Linked DNA regions of Mus musculus: region 2 is linked to region 1. The links are chromatin contacts, called in public Micro-C maps. All regions are on one chromosome and are shown on one strand. The core of a region is the stretch at or near the end of the contact, and the rest is flanking DNA. Distances in the headings are between cores, read along the strand shown. Region 1 holds the start of Zfp451 (zinc finger protein 451). Region 2 overlaps Dst (dystonin).

The links. A called contact is a pair of places that touch in the nucleus more often than the background predicts.
Region 2: a contact with region 1 is called in a Micro-C map of embryonic stem cells, with 3 times the contacts expected there. The contact joins the enhancer-like site here to the promoter of Zfp451 in region 1. A contact is called at or near these places in 3 of 39 promoter capture datasets (3T3-L1-derived adipocytes, embryonic stem cells and second pharyngeal arch cranial neural crest), 4 of 484 Hi-C or Micro-C datasets (embryonic stem cells, forebrain and uterus), 3 of 115 datasets of contacts at active chromatin or transcription factors (bone marrow-derived macrophages, embryonic forebrain and forebrain) and 1 of 9 other capture datasets (adipose tissue).

What each region holds. Positions count from the first base shown.
Region 1 is chr1:33,813,244-33,816,002 of GRCm38.p6, forward strand. It overlaps Zfp451 (zinc finger protein 451), which reads right to left and starts at 1,352. Exons shown (of 15, transcript NM_133817.3): 1 at 1,095-1,352; 2 at 484-567. The coding sequence starts at 1,115.
Region 2 is chr1:33,944,152-33,946,910 of GRCm38.p6, forward strand. The region is part of intron 2 of Dst (dystonin); the gene reads left to right. Among named protein-coding and RNA genes, the nearest start is that of Dst, 37 kb to the left of the region's middle. Within about 2 kb of position 1,435, at least 65 of the 459 cell types and tissues checked have an H3K27ac peak or open chromatin away from gene starts, as enhancers often do. A contact at or near this core is called in adipose tissue, embryonic stem cells, forebrain and 1 more, where this site is marked.

The DNA of each region.
Region 1 (2,759 bases), core at 102-2,601:
CTGGAGAACACCTGCTCCCCAAAGGAACAAATGTAGAAAAACAGCAGTGTTTCAGGTGACACAGGCCTCCCCATTGTGACCAACAATTTTCTGTGATGTAACAAGATGACCTCAGACGTTAGGGAAGTCCTCAGCGATTAGAGGATACATCATGCTAAGATGCAATGTTCTTTGCAGGCCTTACTTCCAACCTCCTGGCATTAACTAGTCCTGTGTGTCTTCTTTCTTGGACAGAAGTTAAGCCCTGGGCAGTACCAGGAAGCACAAAACAATTCGGATGCCTACTCCAATTGTTCAGGTAGCCCCAAGCACTGAGGTATCCCTTAGGGTGAAAGTCCCCAGCATCAGTGTGCGACAGCTATTCGCCATTCATGACTATCTGTTGAGTCTGTTGAGTGATGACTGCCTGTCTGGTGGGGCTTAATCATACAATGGCTTACCACACTTCACTCCAGCAAACCGCGATTGTCTGTCTCTACTTACACTAACAAACTGAATGTCATCTTCGTTTTCATCCGTGGTAGACTCTGATGCCTCGGGCCCAGCTGGTGGGACAGATTCTATTATCTATAAACAAAAGCCAAAACACGCTTATCGATTCAGCCACAAGATCGCAGGAAGAAATTCTCCCCAAAAGGATCGATTAAAGACAAAAGCCCCTGAGGGGAAGCAGCAGGACCAAGCGGAAATCCAGCCCAGGGAACTGCATGGAGGAGGCCGGGCGTGCTAAGCCGTCTTGGAGCTGCAGAGACCTAGCTTCCCAGGCGAGCTGCCACAATTCCCCTCCCCGCCTCTTACAGGGGCAGGGATGCAGGCTCTAAACCCCCGGGGTCGGGGATGCAGGCTTCAAGTACAAGGCCAGCCTGCCTCCAAGCCCTTCTCACCCTCGGGGCTGCGGCTGCTTCGGCTAGGGCGGCCAGGGGCTGGGGGCGGCCGGACCGCCATTGTTGAGGACTCCACGCAGACGTGCACCAGGCCCGGAGGCCCCGCACTCGCCCGAGGCCGCCGCCCGGCTGAGCCCAAAGCTGAGAAGACAAACCAAACCTTTCGGGGTCGGGCTCGGCGGAGCCAAGGCCCGGGCCGCCACCACTCACCTCCGGCCCTGGGTCTCCCATTTCTCCCACGGCCTGTCAGCACCACGCTCCCGCCGCCGCCGCTGCTGTTCCCGACGCCGCCGCCACGACTTCCCTCTCGCCCGGCGCCGCGCGACCCGCCCTGCGTGAGCGCCCACGCAGCTGACGCCTCAGGCCGCGGGGACGCCAAGCTGCCGGACCCCAAGCGCGGCCTCACTGCCGCTAGCTTCCAGCGCCGCTTTGTACGCTCCCCGCCTTCCTCCCGCCCCGCGAGGGATTCTGGGAGTCGTAGTTTCCGCCGGTCTCGAGGCTGACGACCGCGTGGCGGGGAAAGGTGGCGAGGATCCGGAGCTCGGCGCTCATCTGCATCTCCGGAAGATGGCAGGAGGAGGTGGTGAGGGTCTTGATGTAGTTTTGAGTCCACGCCAATTCTCGTTCCGCTGCCGCCTTTCACTTAGAGACACTGACAGGAAAAGAGCCCCACTGGCAACAAGCAAGGCAGATGAAAACATGGAAGACTTTTTCCTCCCAATTACATCTTGGCAAAGCAAGGGCAAGAGCTTATATATGGCATTCCTGAGAGGTCATTAATTCTCGCAGAAGTCTCACAAAGGGGCTTCCTTGTTGTCCACAGGTTCCTGTAAACTAAAAGTAGCATTACTGATAAGGTTCCAGAGGGCTGCCCCTAGCCTTTCCTGTTTCTCCCTTGTTCTTTTCAGGCTAGGTTGAGTTGATAGGTTAATTACTTGGAGAGTGGAACACAGAGGTGTGGGCAAAACAGTCCTAGTAATGTCAGTTAACCCTTTCAGACCTTTAGTGATCATACTGCTATGAAAGCAATGCTCAGTGGTCTTTGTTTCGGGCCAGAAGGAAGGATGGATCGATAGATGGATGGATAGGTTTAAGTGAAGTCCAAGACCTGAAGCACTTGAGCTACTCAATCTCTCTCATGTTTTCTATCTCCCGGTGCTAGTAAATATTCAGTCTCACTCAAGGACCAGAGAGAGGAGCAAGGAGTAAAACTAGAGTACAGAGTTCAGCGGGAAAGTAAAAGCAGCTAAATCCCAGGGGTATAATGTAATTTTTCAAGATACACTTGGACTCTTATAAAATAAAACCGAGCCGGGCCGGTGGTGGCGCACGCCTTTAATCCCAGCACTTGGGAGGCAGAGGCAGTCGGATTTCTGAGTTCAAGGCCAGCCTGGTCTACAGAGAGAGTTCCAAGACAGCCAGGAATACACAGAGAAACCCTGTCTCAAAAAAAAAAAAAAACAAAAAAACAAAAAGAAACCCTGTACCAAAAAACAAACAAAAAAGGTTAAATAGATATTTCCTTTGTCAGTTGCCGCTAGCTACCCTTCTGTGAATGTAAAATGGTTCAGACCTTACTGACAGGGTTGGAGCCTGTGTAGGGTTTAGGGGAGGAGATACTTTTTATATAAGCAAAATTGAAAATTGGACCTGTGATAGAGCTCTCTCTCTCTCTCTCTCTCTCTCTCTCTCTCTCTCTCTTCCCCTCCTCCTCTCCTTTTCCCTCTCCCCCTCCCTTCTCTTCCCCCTTGTCTGGGGTCAGAGATTGGGCTTGCAGGAACAACAGAGAAGCAGCTGGCAGGACACAGGTAAAACAGTATTCTAGGAAAGAAGCTAAGGAGCCCTCTTGGGTTTGGAGGAGCTAAAGAAAAAGGT
Region 2 (2,759 bases), core at 185-2,684, 130 kb after region 1:
TGCCCAGGGATGGCACTGCCCCTAGTGGCCTGGCTGTTCCACATCAGTCATTGACTAGGAAGATATCCTCATAGACTTGGCCTATAGGCCAATCTGATGATAGCATGTTCTCAATTGATGGTCCTTCTTTCCCAGTGACTCTAGCCTGTGCCAAACAAACAAACAAACAAACAACAACAACAACAGACAAAGGAACAACCAACTAGCCTAGGGAAACACACACACACACACACACACACACACACATATACCTTGCTTCTTGTATTCCATACAATTAAAATTTAAAGTATCTCAGTTTGAGTTAGTGATATAATAAAGAATGGTGGAGCCATATGTTGGAAAATTATTCAGTTAGAAAGATGTGCATTTGAAATACTATCTATCGGAATCCTTGCTAAATCTCTATCAGTCTAGGAAGATAAGTAGGATCTGTGTTACTGCTAGGGATTGTTTTGGAAGGATGTTTTAGAAAGATAGAGCAGGGTCATTCAGACAGATTTTTAGTTCAGACATAAATGGTACATTTATAGGAGGACTTATGTTTTGTGATCAGTATTTTCTGAGCATGTCAGACAGGTAAAAGAACCAAAGTCAAAACCTGTGGAGAGTCTGAAAGAACGTAGGTAGGAGAAACAGAACCCGACAGTGGTGGGGTGGTGGAGTCGGTGTGGGGGTGGAGTTATCATGGCCGTGAACGCATTCTGAGTACGTCAGGCTGAAGAACGCTACAAAAAGTCACACTGGAACAAACTCCAGTCAAGTTCACGAACTGGGGAAGCCAACCAGAGTCAAGGGGTGGAGGTTGGAAAGTTCGTAGTTCTTGCTGGAATATCAGGGAGACTCCAGGGAAGGTTGTACAACATCATGATAGCTTTAGCCACTGCTTCAGACTCAGTAGCATCCTCCCAGGAAAGGGTCCCCCGGTGCAGTGCTTGCTGAGATCTAGGCTGCGCCTCCACAGAGTGCAGAGTGGGCGTGGCATGCTGAAGTCTGTGCCGTGCTCCGCCCAGTGCTGAGGGGGTGTGGCGAATGGAGGGAGAGCAGGAGAACTGGACACTGTAAGGGGCTGTGACAAAAACTCACTGCACAGCATTTCTCAGTGACCGCATTGACCTCCGATTGCCGGGAAGCCTGCGTCCTGCTCCCCGTTTCTCCTCTTTACTCAGAATACATTATCAGCGGCTGTTAGGTCATGGGACAACTCCCTCTGCATCCCCTCCCCCCAGCTTTCTGATAAGTACACCTCCAGAGTAAGCAGATTTTGAAAGAGAATGTACTGCCAGAAAAGCATTTAAGTCTTGAACACAGACCAAATATACACTTCATCTCAGCAGGGGCCAAAAGCTCGTTCCCATAACATAGTCAGGAGCATCAGTCAGCCCTTCCTCTCCTGTGCACAGTGATGGGGCTGGGGCGGTTTGGAGACATTTCTGACCAGCGCAGTGTATGCCGGGACCTCTGCTCTTTGGTTCCTGCATAGCAGCCAGTCTGGGGGGCTTGATAGGGAGTCTTGGCCAAACATCTACCCCTGACTGACTGCTGCTGCCTCCCTTTCATTACCTTTGGGATTTGAAGTCCTGCTCGGAGCTTCAGCACCAAACTTCAGTAGCCCTGATTAACTTCATTCATTGGTAGAGATATTGATGTTTAAAATGTTTAACAACCGGAGTTATTTCATATCGAGTGGTTCTTTCTAGTTGCTAGATCTGGGGCAGGTTGCAGAGCACTGGGGAGTAGGGTGATACAGGAGGACTTGCCGGGGTTTTTTGGGACCTTTACCCCAGTTCCTGTGTTTTATGCAACCATGCCCTTGGTGGCTGTGCAGACCCGGGCCTCTGCGTGCCGCAGGCTTGTCTTGCTGCTTCCTCTCAGTCCAGTCTGTTCTCTGCTTGAGCCAGTGCTACAGTATCTACTCTGTGGCTGAGACTGCCCAAGTTAGGATAGGGCTGGCATCAACCTCAGGAATCTTTTTCCAGAAACAGTCCAGAAATAGGTGGACCTCAAGATGAAGCTGTTCTTTGAGAACAGATATTTGGAGGATGCCCTTGATAACAGACATAGTTGTAAGATTGTGTTGCCACACATCCTCCCTCCCCCACTGTGTTGGCAGTTCAGTTTCTATGTGTTTCCATCTTTTACTTGATCGATCTCTCTCTCTCCTTTCCTCCCTCCCTCTCTCTCTCTCCTTCCCTCCCTCCTTCTTGGTATTTTTTGAAACAGGGTTTCTTTGTGTAGCTCTGGCTGTCCTGGAACTAGCTATAAAGCTAGACCAGGCTGGCCTCAAACTCAGAGATCTGCCCGCCTCTGCCTCCTGAGTGCTGGGATTAAAGTCCTGTGCCATTGCTGCCACCACAACCCAGCTCTGTCTCTTAACCTTATAAGCTTATTTTTGTGTCTTAACAACTCTGAGTGTATAGTGGCCATTGGAAAAGCTGTAAGGATTGCAGCTGAGATACTGAAGAAGTGTTTAGGTCTTTAGTATGACTTCAATTTTCAAAGCCCCTCCTGTTCTTTTGTCTTCGGCTTCCTGTGTCCCTGGCCCCACCTCTCTGCTTGCTTTCCTGCCTGGCTTCTCCCATGATCCTCTTTGTTTCTCACACCTCTCTGCACTGCCTTCTCACTTGCGACAGGCCTTCATGCCTGTTTTTTAAGTGTCATTCATCAAATATAGTCACATCTCACCATAAAATCTTGCCTTTAGCTCCTCCGAGTTTATAGCTGCTGGATCTGGGACAGGTTGCAGAGCCGCGAGTAGGAGC